2 separate regions of the Mus musculus genome follow, and region 1 is linked to region 2. Evidence: chromatin contacts called from public Micro-C data. All regions are on one chromosome and are shown on one strand. The core of a region is the stretch at or near the end of the contact, and the rest is flanking DNA. Distances in the headings are between cores, read along the strand shown. Region 1 overlaps Ephb2 (Eph receptor B2). Region 2 overlaps Ephb2 (Eph receptor B2).

The links. A called contact is a pair of places that touch in the nucleus more often than the background predicts.
Region 1: a contact with region 2 is called in a Micro-C map of the G1E-ER4 cell line. The contact joins two enhancer-like sites. A contact is called at or near these places in 1 of 484 Hi-C or Micro-C datasets (the G1E-ER4 cell line), 3 of 115 datasets of contacts at active chromatin or transcription factors (the HPC-7 cell line, double positive thymocytes and embryonic stem cells) and 2 of 9 other capture datasets (adipose tissue and pancreatic islet).

The regions. Positions count from the first base shown.
Region 1 is chr4:136,806,692-136,809,928 of GRCm38.p6, forward strand. The region is part of intron 1 of Ephb2 (Eph receptor B2); the gene reads right to left. Among named protein-coding and RNA genes, the nearest start is that of Gm52708, 8.7 kb to the left of the region's middle. Within about 2 kb of position 1,975, at least 89 of the 459 cell types and tissues checked have an H3K27ac peak or open chromatin away from gene starts, as enhancers often do. A contact at or near this core is called in the G1E-ER4 cell line, where this site is marked.
Region 2 is chr4:136,647,899-136,651,528 of GRCm38.p6, forward strand. Ephb2 (Eph receptor B2) reads right to left here. Exons shown (of 16, transcript NM_010142.4): 16 at 1-3,630. Among named protein-coding and RNA genes, the nearest start is that of Lactbl1, 27 kb to the left of the region's middle. Within about 2 kb of position 1,708, at least 55 of the 459 cell types and tissues checked have an H3K27ac peak or open chromatin away from gene starts, as enhancers often do. A contact at or near this core is called in the G1E-ER4 cell line, where this site is marked.

The DNA of each region.
Region 1 (3,237 bases), core at 725-3,224, 160 kb after region 2:
TGTGTGCATGCACCTTAGAGGCACAGGCCTGCTTCCATGCTCAATCAGGGCTGCCCCTGAACCACTGTAAGTCTGGTTTCCTCACTCTGAAACAGGAACGCACAGCCCCCACGAACTAGGTTTTCTCAGGCAGGGGATTGCCCTCAAGGAAAAGCTGATGAGGTGGGCTTCTGGAGAAAAAAAAAAGAGCAGGTGGGGGCAGGGCACACCCTGACTTCCCAGCCTCTTGCACATTCCAAACATGCCAACGGGACAAGCAGACAGCCTTAGCCTCCCACCCCAGCTAGTGGCTAAGTGCCTACTGTGTGCCCAGGACATGTACAGACATCCGTGGATGGACGCTTATCTCCAGAGGAGAGACAGGAGGCTCAGGATTTAGATAAGAGGGAGACTACAGGGCGGACAGAGGAGGAGGGCAGCCAGGCTGTCCCTGCGCTGGAGAAGTGTCCTCAGAGCAGGATAAAAAGGTGTGGATGTCAGAGTAGGCAGACAGGCCCCAGAACAAGGCACTCAGATAGGATCCACGGACAGATGTCACCAGGGTCAGGTGACCCCACTGCCCACCTACAGCCCCCACAGGGTCTGCCTAAGTACATCTTTGTTGGTCTGGTTGCTGTGCAGTTTTGGGGGGACAAGGGGGTGTCTGTAGGGGTGGGACCTGCCTTTTACCACCACAAGGGAGCCTCAGGGGAGGCAACGTGTTGTCAGCAATGGGGAGCAGGATGCACGAGCCAGCTCTCCACCAGAAGAAGCTTGCCACCTAGGGACAGCCACAGCCCTGACATTGTCCCATGGGCCCCACAGAAGCGCTGGATTCACTTATTCTGGGGGAAAGGCTCTGCTCTGCCCCCCTCCCCCTTTACTGAGGAGAAAGTGAGAGCTGGGCACAGTCTGAGGCTGATGCTGTCACTCCAGCTCTGGGCAAAGGATCATGGGAAAGCCGCAAAGACAGAGAGATACAGGGCGCCTAGGGAGAGACAAAGGAAGACAGCTGAGTTCAAGCTCATGCAGACAAGGGACCCAGGGGCCGAGGCCTGAACTGCAGTCACTTCGTGGGTCTCACTTGAGCACTGCGCTCCCCCAGGGGACACTTAGAAATGTGCTGAGTGGTGCGATTTGGCTCGCTTGGTAGAGTGGTTGCCTAACACAACCAAGGCCCTTCCTTGGTTTGATCCCCAACACGTCATAAAACGGATCCTGGTGTAATCCCAGGGAGAGGCAGGAGAAAGAGGGAGTTCAAGGCTGTCCTCAGCCACCCAGCAAGCTACACAGATGCCTGAATACACGAGCCTCAGTCTCATGCAAAGAGGCAAGTGTGCAGTAAGGTCTGGAAGGCTCAGGACATTAGCCATTCCAGTGTTGTCCCAGCCTAAGAGGACTGGATGAAATCTCCTTGCCTTCTTAAGGAACATGGGGACAATGTGGCCATGGGGGGTGGTACATGAACATCCCACAGGCTAGAACCTGGGGCCCTTAACTTGCAATGGGCAGGAAGTACATCCTCACGAAGAGAGAACTATGCTACGAACTATGCTTGCTTAAAGAAAGTGAAATTGACTCCTACCCACCCCCCAATAAAGAAAGGAATGATAGAGACTCCAAAGACCAAAGCTCTCACCCAGGGAGAGGGCCTGCTGCCGTCATTCCAAGGAACACTGTCTCAGGGTCACTGGGGACCATAAACTGAACACAAGGAGTAACTAAAGGCTCAGGCAAATCATTTGGGCCCCCGAAGCTTCAAAAACAGGGTTTATTTAAATAATCCCTTGCCAGGCCTCCCAGCCTCAGCGCCTGGCTTCTCTAAGGATTTATTTTGTAAAAATGTCTCTCTCAACGAGTACAGCATCCTACCCTGAGCCGATGAGGGAATTCTCTGAATTCAAAACCACAAACTCCCGGGCAGTCCTCTGCAGCCTGAGCCCTTTCTGCAGAGTCAGGCTGTGAGTCAGGGCAGAGCCATGCTGGGCTGGAGGAGGGGCACGCTCCTCTCGGCTCTCCCACTGCCCCAGTTGTGACGCTTTGCTCTGGAGGGAACCAGCTTGGGGTGGATACCAGGATGCCCAGGTGGATGGGCGTGTCTTCAATACGGGGCTTTTCTCCGAGCTGAGCATCCCTGCAGCCTCAGAGAGACCAGTCAGTGGTGTTTGGCTCAGAAACATATGAGGAACATAATGGAGGAAGTGCGCAAGGAGAAAGAACAAGGGTCACAGGGTGACTGCAGCACGTTTGGTAGAGTGCCTAGCGTACATGAGACCCTGGATTCTACCCCTAGTTATACAGCATAAACTAGATGTGATGGCCTGTGCTTGTAATCTAGCAATCCCAGCACTCCAGAGGCAGAGAGAGAAGAATCACTAATTCAAGATCATACTTGGCTACACATGGAGGCTGATGCTAGCCTAAACTACATGAGACTCTGACTTTATATATACATACATGCACATATATTATACATATGCATACATACATACATACATACATACATACATACATACATACATACATCTGTGTATGTTTGTGTATATTTATCTCTAGAAATTACTGGGACCCAAGTGTGGCCCATGGTGCAACGGAGCCTCCAAGAGCATGCAGGCTCATGGCCAACCCAACCTTCCTGACGTGGTTCCAGGGTGACCTTCAGATGACAAGGAAGCATCCTGACCTCGTGAACACCTCTCCTACGTGCCCATGCCACCTTCAAAGCTTGCAGCCAGCCTCACCTCCCAAAGCTCTGCAGCACAAGCCTGACACACGGTAGATTTTCAGCAAGCAACTGTTTAGTACGGGGACAAATAAGTGACTAAAACAGGCAACGGGACGTATGTGTTAAAATCGTCACTGGACGGATGGATGGGTGAGTGGACGGACGAGTGGATGGGTGGATGGATGGCTGAGTGATGAATGGATGGATGGGTGGGTGGATGCATGGATGGATGGATGGATGCATGCATGGAAGGATGGATGGATGGATGGATGCATGCATGGAAGGATGGATGGATGGATGGATGGATGGATGGATGGATGGATGGATGGATGGATGCATGCGTGCATGCATGGATGGATGGGTGGATGAGTGGATGGATGGGTGGGTGGATGAGTGGATGGATGCATGGATGGATGCATGGATGCATGCATGGATGGATGGGTGGATGAGTGGATGGATGGATGGATGGATGCATGCATGCATGCATGCATGCATGGAAGGATGGATGGATGCATGGATGCATGCATGGATGG
Region 2 (3,630 bases), core at 458-2,957:
CTGGGGACCTGGGATCTGACCATGGTGAGCTGAGTGAGGACCAATGGTAGTGGCGTATTGTGAGAAAAGTGTGCTGTGCTGGGGTCCAAGACCGCTGGCTGGCTGTGTGACCTGGGGGAGCCAGCATGCTGTCTCTGAGTGTCCCAGCCCACAGTGTGGTTGTCATTATTGCACGGCTCTTGTGGAGTTGCAGGGCTGTGTCTAGAAGACACGAGGAGCCCTGTCCATGGTTGGCACTGAAGAAATAGCAGCTGGGATTAAAACCAAGCAGCCGTCGTTCTTCCCTGGAGGCTGAAGAGACTGCTCGTGAGTGTGGGTTCCTGTGAAGTCCACCTGGGGTCAGTGGTGGAGGCGTCAGAGTTTCTGTCCATAGAAAGGAGGACAGAGAGAGACCACCACAGAGCTCTGGGCCCTTCACAGCTCTCCTTGGGGCAGGTCTCATTTTGGGAGGCAGTGGAAGGGATGAGAGTGCTCCTTGGAGGGAGGACGTGTTGGCAGCCATGAGATAATGCATCCATGTGTCCCAGGAAAGAAACCTTGTATGGAGACCATCATAGGAAAGGCAGTGTGGTGCCTCTCCACCCCACTGCTTCCTCGCTGGTATGGGGTGATCTTGCTCCAGTTCTCTCTGTCCAGGCGGAGCCCCACAGTGGGCTGTCAGAGCCCCCCAAGCAAGTGGGTACTGCAGCCTGCAAGAGGGTTTTGAAGAAGCAGATGGGCCAGCCTTCTCCAATCAGACCTGGTGAGGGTCACTCCAAGGGAGGTTTTATATTCCCCATCATCCATCTGTAACCAGATTCCCCAGCTTGCATTACTGTCTCCCCCTCTTCTCTTTCTCTCCCCCTCTCTCTTTGTGCTTTTTTCCCCCTTTTCTTTCTTTCTTTTTTTCTCCCTGCTAGGGCCCCTGAGTTTGGGTAGCGTCGAACCATGGGGCTTATGATGTCAAGAATTAGCACAGATTTGCCTAGTGATGGACTCTCACAAACACAAATTCTTTCCACTGGCCTCTTAGGAGATTGCGTTTGGTGAGTCATAAAATCTTGGGGTCTTTTAGCCCTTGGAATGCTACAATTCTTGGCTCAGCAGGGCCCAGAGTATATGTGCTAGCTCTTAGATGGTTTCTGGCCTTTCCTTGTTGCTTGCCTTCCCTTCCCTATGCCATACCCCCTTTTTCCAGCAGGGGGAGCCAGGCCCTCGAGGAACAGGGAGCCCCAGGTGCCTTTGCTCATCTGCTGTCACCTCAGTTTGGGTAGTGGGTAGGCTCAGGAGACTTGAGGGTCAGGTTTACCTAGAAGGTCCACCCAGCCCTAGTTTGGCCCACCAGGCCAGGTATTGAGCGAGCATGTCTGCGCTGTGGTGTTGGGGCGTTGGGGTCTCCACAGGGTGGTCCCGGCTGGGACGCAGGGCCCCTGTGAAGTATTAGGTTCCTGATTCTTCCCGGATCAGCTTTCCCGAAGCAGTCGTCCTGCTGTGAACTTAACTCAGCTGGACTCTGGGGCTTCGGGGGTCTTTTTGATTTTTCTGAAACCCTAACCCAGTCTGGGCACATTCCTGAGGGTTCGTCCTGCCTTCTCCACTGTCAGGGTCTTAGTTTGTGTCTGGGCTTTGGGCATCTTATCTGATATGAGGCTCCACCCTAAGCGCTGCTCAGTACACTCGGTGCAGATTGTTACAGGGTTGTGGGTGGGAGGCGGGAGGAGGCGGAGCAGGGGGCCCTCCGGGGCGGGCAGGAATCTCCCACTGTTCAGATGGGGAATTCTGACTCAGGGAGGCATGGTGGAGCCCTGGAATCCTCAATTCGACATGCAGTAGTGGGTAAGGTGCTTATCCTATGGGTGATTACAAGCACTTGCAAACACACGTTCAGTCAGCAGGCTGTAGGTGTTAGGATTGGCTGGGTTCCCCCCACCCCCCTTGAGAGCCATGTTCCTCACTAGCGAAGAGGGGGCAGGGAGATTTTGGCACTTGGCATAGGGTAATCTGTTCAGATATTAGTCCTTGAGGCTTCAATCGCCTGAGGCCAGCTTGCTGGGTGGGGGTCGGGGACTCTCTGAACCCACTTTGGCCCAAGTCCTTTCTTGAGGCCAACACCCCAACACTGGTTTCTCTGTGGGAAAAGCTGACTGGGGCCAAGCTCGCTCTCCAGCCAGTTTTGTGGTAACAGTCACTGGCTGGGAATCTGAGGCAAGGCTGGCTGGCTGGTGGTGTATGCCCATGTGTGGACATCATAGCTACAACCAGAAGCAGATGGGCTGAGGGTGTAGCTCAGTTGGTAGAGCGCTTGCTTCCCAAGCACAAAGACCCCGGCTTCCCGACCCTAGCACTGCAAAACCAGACGTGGTGGTGTGCGCCTGTAATCCCAGCCCTTGGGAGGTAGAGCGAGGAGGATCGGACGTTCAATAGTGGTCATCCCTGACTGCACAGTGAGTTTGGGGTCAGACTGGGATATATGAGACTCTTTCAAAATAAAAAGAGATGAATCAGGGAACACAAAGCCAAGCTCCTCTCTCCCAGGCTGCGGAAGTGGAGTCGGGTTTGTCCGTGTTGGAAAGTAAATGGCAGAGTCTGGGCTCTCTTGGAGTCCCGAGGGCTCTTCCAGGGGCTTGCTGGAAGCTCCTCTTTTGATTTGATGGCTGAAACTGACTCTTTTTTTTTTCTAGAACACTGGTTCTCAACCTGTGGGTCGTGACCACTTTGGGAGTTGAATGACTCCATTCTCAGGGGTTGTCTAAGTCCACTGGAAAACACAGATATTTACATCATGATTCATAACAATAGCCAAGTTACAGTTATAAAGTAGCAATGAAAACATTTTTATGAGCTAGGTGGTAGTGGCGCACCCCTTTAACCCCAGCACCTAGAAGGCAGAGGGAGGTGGATCTCTGTGAGTTCAAGGCCAGCCTGGTCTACAGAGTGAGTTCCAGAACAGCCAGGGCTACACAGAGAAACCCTGTCTCAAAAAGCCAAATCAAACCACAACAAATGGTTGGGGGTCACCACACCGTGAGGAATTGTGTTAAAGGGTTGCAGCATTGGGAAGGTTGAGAACCACTGCTCTATAATCTAATGGTAGTCCTACTAATCTCTGCTTGGTAGCCTCTGTGGCTGGACCTTAATTCCATGCCCTACACTCACACCAACTCATGCCCCACAACACCTCCAGATGTTTTTGCGCTGCACTGTTGAAGCTGCTACGTTTTGGAGTGACCTTTCTCTCAGCCTGTAGCCTCCCCCTGAAAGCCCACCCTGATAGCCCATCCCATCTGGTTTTCTCTTGCCTCATACGCCAGAGCTGGATTCCTTTGTTTTCTGCGCCTAAGTGACCATGTTCGGGTGGACCCTGGTGCGGGGAAGCCAAGGCTTGTGGCCCTTTCTGGAGCCGTGGCCCTGAACCAGTGTTTTACTTTGCGGGACCGAGGTGGACAAAGGGTTTTCCAGGCCTGCAGCACCCAGCCTAATGCTCCTGTTTTATAGATGAGAAGCTATGGCCCAGTGAGGAACAGTCTCTCCTGGGGCCCGTGGCCCTAGTTAGTGACAGAAGTAGGTTACATCTTGTCTTTTGAGTGCATTTGCACCTCTCCCTGCCAAAGGTCTTCCTCTGGGAACTGTCCCTGGAAATGACAGGCACCT